Regions from separate parts of the Triticum aestivum genome. Here region 2 is linked to region 1. Evidence: chromatin contacts called from public Hi-C data. All regions are on one chromosome and are shown on one strand. Each heading gives the region's core, a stretch centred on a gene start, on an enhancer-like site or on the middle of the called end of the contact. The rest is flanking DNA. Distances are from core to core; before and after follow the strand shown.

Region 1 (3,934 bases), core at 1,051-3,550:
AATCATGTTCAATATCTTTCATTACATGCCTTGGAGATCCTGTAGTTTTGACTTTATGAATACGTCTAGGGCTGAGAGGAGACAGTGAGAGCGGAGAGTGTGCTAATTTTGCACTGGCAGCTAGATGATCATAATAGGATAATGACTCCTTGTTCCCAAGTAAAGGGCCATCAGTGAAATGATTAGAATTCATCCTATTGACATCAAATTCTGAAGTCCGACTGGACCATCTAGGAGTCGGACATGCCTGTGACTCAAAAGAACTGAGGCTTCCAGTGTTTACCATTTTATTATCTTGGAAGTCAGAACTGTAGAGTTTCTTACCTGGCTCGGAATGCTGAAATCTAGCATCACCAGAAGCAATATTCAGTGAATCACCATGGAACGTTCTAGAGAGCACATTTTTCAACGGAGGCAGCAGTCTTTTCCTTGCCTGAAGTTCATGCTGATCACATGGTGAACCAAAATTATGACTGGCCACAGATGGACATATTGTATCCAGTTCTGCTGTATCAGGACCTCCAATACAGTTTGATTCAAAGCCCACAACCCTTGTTGTGGGCATATGGACAGCAGGCTGCTGCAATTTATGAGAAGATCTAGAATTTGCATCTCTAAAATCATCAATTCTTAATCCTTGGAAGTCTGTGAGTCCATCAAACGCATGGCTGTCTCTAAAATACCCGTTTGATTCATCCAGGGAATCTGATGCAATCTGTCTACTGAAATTGCCAATCGATCGATATGAAGCCTTGCCATTTGGGCTTTCTCGAGGAAGCCCGTCCAAATCGCAGGCACCAACACCATTGGTACGTGAAGGGCTTGACACAGGTGTCCTTGATCCTGTAGAGACATCCTCCCTGACTGAAGAAACTTGGGGTAAACCCATCGCAACCAATCTCTGATACTCAGCGAGAAGGAAGACCCCCAATCTGTAATCGCTCCTGCAGTACACCTATCCAGTTCCTTTCCACGGCCCTCTCAGTATCTTGCCATTTCAGTGTCCAAATCGATGCCTAGACAAATCATCAATTGAAACCAATCACCACCGGAAGGGCCGAACCACACCGGCATTTCTGGTTCAGACCCACTGGAAGCAACGTTACCATCTTGCCACTACTAATCATGCCCCCTGGCTACCACAACTGGAGATGACACACAACTTGGAGGCTGGGCAAGCAACCAGGGACCTGGCCTAGGATGAACCATGCGAGAAGATCACGTCACAGCCCTGCAGAAACGAATCGACAAACATTGATTCAGCAAACTGATGAGCAGACAGAGGCTCAATTGATCCTATCACTTGGCTACACCCATGAATACAAGTTCAATTAATCCCACTACATGACCAAGAGAAGCTCAATTGCTAACTATTCTTACACCCATCACATGACTAAACCCATGAATAGAAGGAGTTCAATTAATCCCACTACGTGATGAACAGAAGCTCAATCAATACTACGTGCTACGGTTACTATATTTAGCTCAGGAGCAACAAACTTGTCAGTATTCTATATCTTCCGCCTGATGCATAGAAATAGCAAGTTCCCAACCAATGATTGCGCATCCATCACAATGCTATCTACTCCACTCCATACTGCTGCCCAGACCAGGCACAAATGGAGACATGGTCAGCCAATCGCCGAGCAAACAGACATGCATGGGCTAAACCTCAAAACTACCGAAATCGGGAGCACGGCAGCAGCCAAATTTGAGGAAATGAGAGACCCAAATTTGGGGACGGACTGCGGAAACCGTCACCGATCGAAACGAAGAACCAAATTCCCCACCGATAAACGGGCAGAGCCCACCAGAGCAACGGGAATCGCAGAAATACAAGCCGGCGGTAATAAAGGTTTACCTGCCTATCCATCCATGGAGCCAAATGGATTAATCAACAGCGGCACGGCCCGTGCCGCCGAATCGAATCGGGGTGCCCCGAGATTGAGGGCCGCTTCGATCCGACCGCCGGGAACCAGCCCGCCCGGGGAGACTCCGCGGCTCAATCGCTCCGGGCGATTTCCGCCGGGCTCTCGACGTCCACCTCCGCCGGACCTTCTCCTCTCCTGCGTTCTCCTCTGGCTGCTCTTCTTCGCTCCCCTCTATCGCTTGCTGCTCCAATGGTGGGTATATAATTCCGCAAGCAACTAACCAAGGGTCCTTGATTAGGCGCTAGAAATGATGATATTTTCTAGAGGGGAAACGCCGGGTTGGGTTGGGTTAGTAGCAGCGGCAGCGGCAGCGGCATCTGGATGTTTCCAATCAGCTCGGCTGTTTTGGTTTCGCTTTTGTTCTCGTTCGGTTGCTTTTTTTTTTCTCCGGAGTGGATAGAGAAAATGTTCTCGCGTCTGTTTTGTGGCTTCTGTTTCTAACATTCAGGCCCTTCACGTCTCACAGATTCGGTTTCTGAGACTCTGGGGCGGTTGAGCGGCGGTGGTTAATGTACCGGCTTCTGTAACAAATTCTGTTGCTGCCCAGAGGACATATATTTCTTTTGTAAAATACTTATATCTGTTATCTGTTATAAAAGTTAATGGAAAATACAAAGCACATCAAACATAATAAAGATTACATCCGACCACTACTGCAATCAGAACGAGGCACCGACATGCCATTGTCGCGGCTCCCATATCAGACCCAGCCTAGCCTAATCGATGACAGTTGAAAAGTTTTCACGAAGGTACCCTAAAGACCAGCACCATAAAGCCATAGTCGTCGTTGTTAAACCATTAAATCGATCTAAAACACCTGACATCAGATCTTGTTGTTATGCACGCACGCAAGTTGTAGGAGACTATACCGAACCTCCGTCTTAAGACGGACGACTGATGACCTGTACACACGAAAACACATCTTTTCAAGGGCCTGTTTATAGTTTCGCAGAAGAAAAGAAGACTAGATTCAAAACAGTGGACTGGACCTACTCCTTGGGCGGCTAAGATCCGTACGCTCTACTTTGGTATCAAATCTAAGACCGGTCAGACTGAGAACCTGGTCCATTTCTTCCCAATGACACTCCCCTGCCATGATGCATCATCTTTTTCTCGCTTCATCTTTTTTCCTTCCCTCGGAGTAGCTTTGTGGTACCTGAGCGATGGACTGCTCATTGGATGATGTAAGAATCTTTTACAGTACTCTACAATAGAAGGCTCAATGGACCAAAGTAATGTTGACCACGACAGAAGATGTCATTTGAGATTTGAATCGTGGCACAGGACTGTCCACTAGCGGAAACAGCGGCCAAAAGGCGATGTGGATTAGGGACGAGAGAGAGAGCGCCTGATCCAGAGCACCACACACCAATGATGAGCTAGCGGGAATGATATTATCTACAGATTAGACAAAGCAACGGTCGATCGCTATCTCATACGTGTTGCCACAATTCGGTAGTTTCCAGCTGAAGGAAGAATCATGGTCCATGATGAGGCCACAACCCCACAGCAACGGAAGTTGCTCCACATGTGGTGGAGCTCTCCTTTATGGGTCGCGTTCCACCTGTTGCTTTCCGCGTATATACTAATCTTGGAGACTGCCTCGCCTGTAGAATCAGCCTCTCAGCCCTGACACATCATGAGCGACATCTAGGCGTCAGCCACAGGTGTCACTCTCAGACTCAAGTATGCATACACGTGTGAGTTAACAAACAAACGCTAAGGGAAGCATTTCAATGTTCCAGTTTTCTCCGCGATATTGATCACACTTACAGATCGGCCTAAGCCACAGCAAAATCATGTGAACGTCTGTAATTCAGTTACATACATGTTATTGAGACATCCCTCAGTGATGTAAACCTCCAGAAGTTGCACGATTCAAACGCCTCAGGATGAACCATGAACTGAATGCAGTCATCCGACTGCCGCCGACAGATTGGAATCAACAATGCATGCAGATCTACAAAATTAGCTCACAAGAGTTGGGGGATACAATTATGCGA
Region 2 (3,934 bases), core at 760-3,259, 180 kb before region 1:
CTCTCTGCCTCCATAATTTTTGGAGCAAGCTCCAAATAGTGGGTGGGAGCCTTCATATTTATAGAATGGGGACGTTGATATGGAGCGCACTCCATATCAAACCGTCCACATGAGGGTGAAATTTCATCCATTTTCTTGCTCTCCTGCCAATGTCAGTCGTTCGTACGACTCCCGTGGTACCGGTTTCCACCAGTAAAAGCACCCATTAATGGTTGCTGCCTATCGACACGCCTTCCTTGCCTTGTTTCTTGCCAGAGTGCGCCCTTTTCAGGTAATTTTTATGCCAGAGCGTGGCTATATAAACCGATACTCTCCACTCGCCGGCACATTCAATCATCTTTCCCTTTCCTACTGACTATATTACTGTACACCTTGCTTGTGATATGTCGCGCTCAGACCCTCCTCATGGACCTTCCTCAACGAGATCGAAGAGGAGCGCATCGAAGGAAAGTTCCAAGAATTACTATGAGTGGGTCCAAGCCACCGTGTTCCGAGAGACTGAATTAGGCGTGGGGCCAAGCGTCTCCCTGCTCCCCGCCGGTATCTCTCCCGTGTGATGGAAGACATCTTGGAAGAAGTAGAAGCCACAGTCACTATGGTTACAAGACCGTGTCCCTCGCCTGCATCCAAGAAGCCTAATGGTACCTCGACCACATCAAAGCACATGTGGAAGCACTCGAAGCCTCGTCCTAACGTGAGGACACTTCCAAACAGAGGAGGAAGCCAATGAAATAAAATCATGTTTGAAGTTGCTCTGTTAATTATGATTAGTCATTCTAGTTTATTTTTATTTGTCGGTCCAGGTCAATTTCGATTTCCATGTGATGTTCAACGACGCAATATAATTTTCAATGCAATGTCCAATTTCTTTATGTGCAGAACAAACATAGACACTGATGGATGGATCCGCAAAATATCGATTTTGAGTCATGGGACTCTCTGTTTGCGCACAACCTTCACAACCTCTACAAATTATGGAGCACACTCCAAAACGATTTTTCGAGGCTGCAAATAAGGCACATCTGCTACAATTGTTTTAAGAAAACGACGAGCCGCATTAGCTTAACATGTCTATTATGGCATTTATATATAGTGCTTAATAAGGTCTTATCTTAAACCTGCCATGCAATCTAGAGATAACAATAACAATATGATGAACAATTAGTCATCTCTTAGTCTTACTAGTAACTAGATATTTCTACATATATGATGAGATATTATTTCGAAAAGACCATTTCTTAATAAAAAGAAAACATATTATTTTCTTCTGATTTATCTTTACTGCTCCTCAGCATCAAGTTACCATTTTACAAGTCTTAAAAAAAAGCATGCACGAATGTGCTCTTCTGATCGTAAAAAAGGTAATTTTTTAGAAATTCTAAACTTTTTTTTGCAGGCCAAAAAAAATTCTGAACTTCTTTACAACAAATATTTTTTTAGGGAATACAATAAATATTGTTGAATGTTCTACTCCTACATACATGCAAATTTTAATGAAGGAAAAAATTCCTAATGCTATTTTTCACGAACATTTGCACTACATAGAACATTCAACAATACTAGTATTTGTTATCAAAGACATTCAGAGTTTTTTTTACTACTCATAAGGCTGCACGTGAGCTCGAGATCATAAGCTCCATGTGCGAGCTTGCTTTAATCGCCATTTTCTCCCGAAAATAAAATCGTGATTTTGCTCAGCAGTTTACGAGTCCTACGTAAGTTCTTTCCACCTTATTGGGACCCACTACTCATGTCCCACCGTGTCAGCCTCCCAGCCCCCTCCCCAACCCGCCACCTCAGCGAGCTCCGCTAGATATTTTCCGACACCGCTAACTCACTGCCTAACTGGTCCCACGCCCGCGGCCCCGCCACCTCAGCGAAATCATAGCGCGGCACGTGGAAAGAGAATGCCGTGCCCTCGGTGTTCGGCATGGCGCAGCGGATCGGCCTCCTCCTCTCCCTCGCTTTCTCCCATACCCTCGCAGTCGCAGCCCCGCTTCGGATTGCATAAGCTAAAGCGCGCGGCGATAAGAAGCGGCAGACCCTCTCGCTCTCCCGCCTTTTGACCCACCTCCGCCGCCCCTCCTCCCTCCCTCCGGCATCGCGGGGTTCTCTGCTCGGCTCGGGTGGCGTGGCGTGCCGGGCGCTGGCCATGAAGGACAACGGAGGGGCGAGGCAGCACTGGCCGTGCGACTACTGCGGGGAGGCGGCGGCGGCGCTGCACTGCCGGGCCGACGCGGCGCGGCTCTGCGTGGCGTGCGACCGCCACGTGCACGCCGCCAACGCGCTCTCGCGGAAGCACGTGCGCGCGCCGCTCTGCGCCGGGTGCGCGGCCCGCCCGGCGGCTGCGCGCGTGGCGGCCGGGGGAGGCGAGCCGGCGTTCCTCTGCGCGGACTGCGACGGCGGGTGCGAAGACGCGGCGCGCGTGCCCGTGGAGGGCTTCGCGGGCTGCCCCGCGGCGTCCGAGCTCGCCGCGTCGTGGGGCGTCGACCTCCTCCCTGGCGGCGGCGGCGGCGCCGCGTTCGGTTGCGGCCTCGGCGGCGGCGGCGACCAAGAGGATGAGGACGCCTTCTTCTTCTCGTCCTTGGACTACTCCATGCTGGTTGACCCCGAGATGCGCGACCTCTACGTGCCCTGCAACCCGCCGGAGGTGGCCGTCTCGGCAGGCGGCGGCCGGCCCCTCAAGGGGGAAGCGCTGTGCCACCAGCTCGCCGAGATGGCGCGGCGAGAGACGGAGACGTCGCAGCCGCAGGGGTACTCGGATCTGAGCCCCAGGACTCCTCGTCGGTCCTCCGCCGGGGCTAGCGGGCGCTTGCCTGACAAGCAAGCTCCCCCACCGCTGCCTCCTGCTCCGGAGGTGCCGTGTCCGTACACGTCCCTGCTGATGATGCCGTCAGCTCACTGCGCCGAGCTTATCGGCAACGACCGCCTCCGTGATGATGACGAAGAGCAACTTCGATGGGAGTTCGCCCCACCCTCATCCGTGCCACCCACCCAGGTAAAAAAACATGAGAATGATATGCAAACAAATAAATCAATTGTTGGTATTCAGACAATTTACATGTCAATTGTACTAATCAGATGTTTTGTTGGCGTCTTTATGAGTGACTAAATTAGTTGCATTGCCTTCAGGTAGCCGCATCGTGGTAGCCAAACACACATTAACATCACATGTTTTGTAACACTACTCGGTCACGAGAAATGTTCTGATCTTAATTTTCTGAGCAAACAACAATAGATCATCAAACAGGTTTGTTGAAGGCTACATGCTCGTTGCCACTTTGTGCAGTTCCCGGTTAATACATTGATCATTCAGATCATGGAATGCAATCATGAATTCATGATCTCTGGTAGGTCATGGAAAAACTATTGGCGTTCAGATGAATAACAAGGTGCCAGTTCCAAAGTCATCAGAGTTTAGCGTCCATTCCTTTGTACATGACCTGATGGTCTCCTCTCCTGCGGTTCTCACGGACAATCAGGCTCTAGTTTTGTCCTAGATTTTGTCAGCCAGAGAAGTGATTGGTTTCACTAGTTTTGAGTAGAGATAAATTTGCCCTTTATTCGCTCACCATTTATGGCACGGGTTTTTCAACTTGAAAGGGGAGTAGAATGCAGTTGCCATGGAGGCTCATGGATCGGGTTGTTTTAGGACACTGAATGCGCAGGTTGGCTGATAATGAATAGTGCATTCTCCTCTACCAACAGTGCAAATTAGACTGGAATTTCTGAGCTGGTGTTGGCGTGTTGCTATCGCGATATGAAGAAGTGTACCTTGTATGATTTGGCACGTTACTAGATTCTTCTGAGTATTTGACTTTTTGAACATGGAATACATCGCCTGATGGCGAACAGTATTTATTCAATCTGCTGACTACATCGACATTGCTATCTATACAGTTTCCATTCACCCGATAATAGTATTTGGTATGCC

Evidence for each region. A called contact is a pair of places that touch in the nucleus more often than the background predicts.
Region 2: a contact with region 1 is called in a Hi-C map of leaf, with 2.8 times the contacts expected there. The contact joins the promoter of LOC123167080 here to the promoter of LOC123164446 in region 1. A contact is called at or near these places in 2 of 5 Hi-C or Micro-C datasets (both in leaf).

The regions. Positions count from the first base shown.
Region 1 is chr7D:246,749,733-246,753,666 of IWGSC CS RefSeq v2.1, reverse strand. LOC123164446 reads right to left here and starts at 2,300. Exons shown (of 7, transcript XM_044581945.1): 1 at 1,862-2,300; 2 at 1-1,231. The coding sequence starts at 889. LOC123164693 (pyruvate dehydrogenase E1 component subunit beta-1, mitochondrial) reads right to left here. Exons shown (of 14, transcript XM_044582242.1): 14 at 3,652-3,934.
Region 2 is chr7D:246,932,963-246,936,896 of IWGSC CS RefSeq v2.1, reverse strand. It overlaps LOC123167080 (zinc finger protein CONSTANS-LIKE 14), which reads left to right and starts at 2,009. Exons shown (of 4, transcript XM_044584917.1): 1 at 2,009-2,998. The coding sequence starts at 2,153.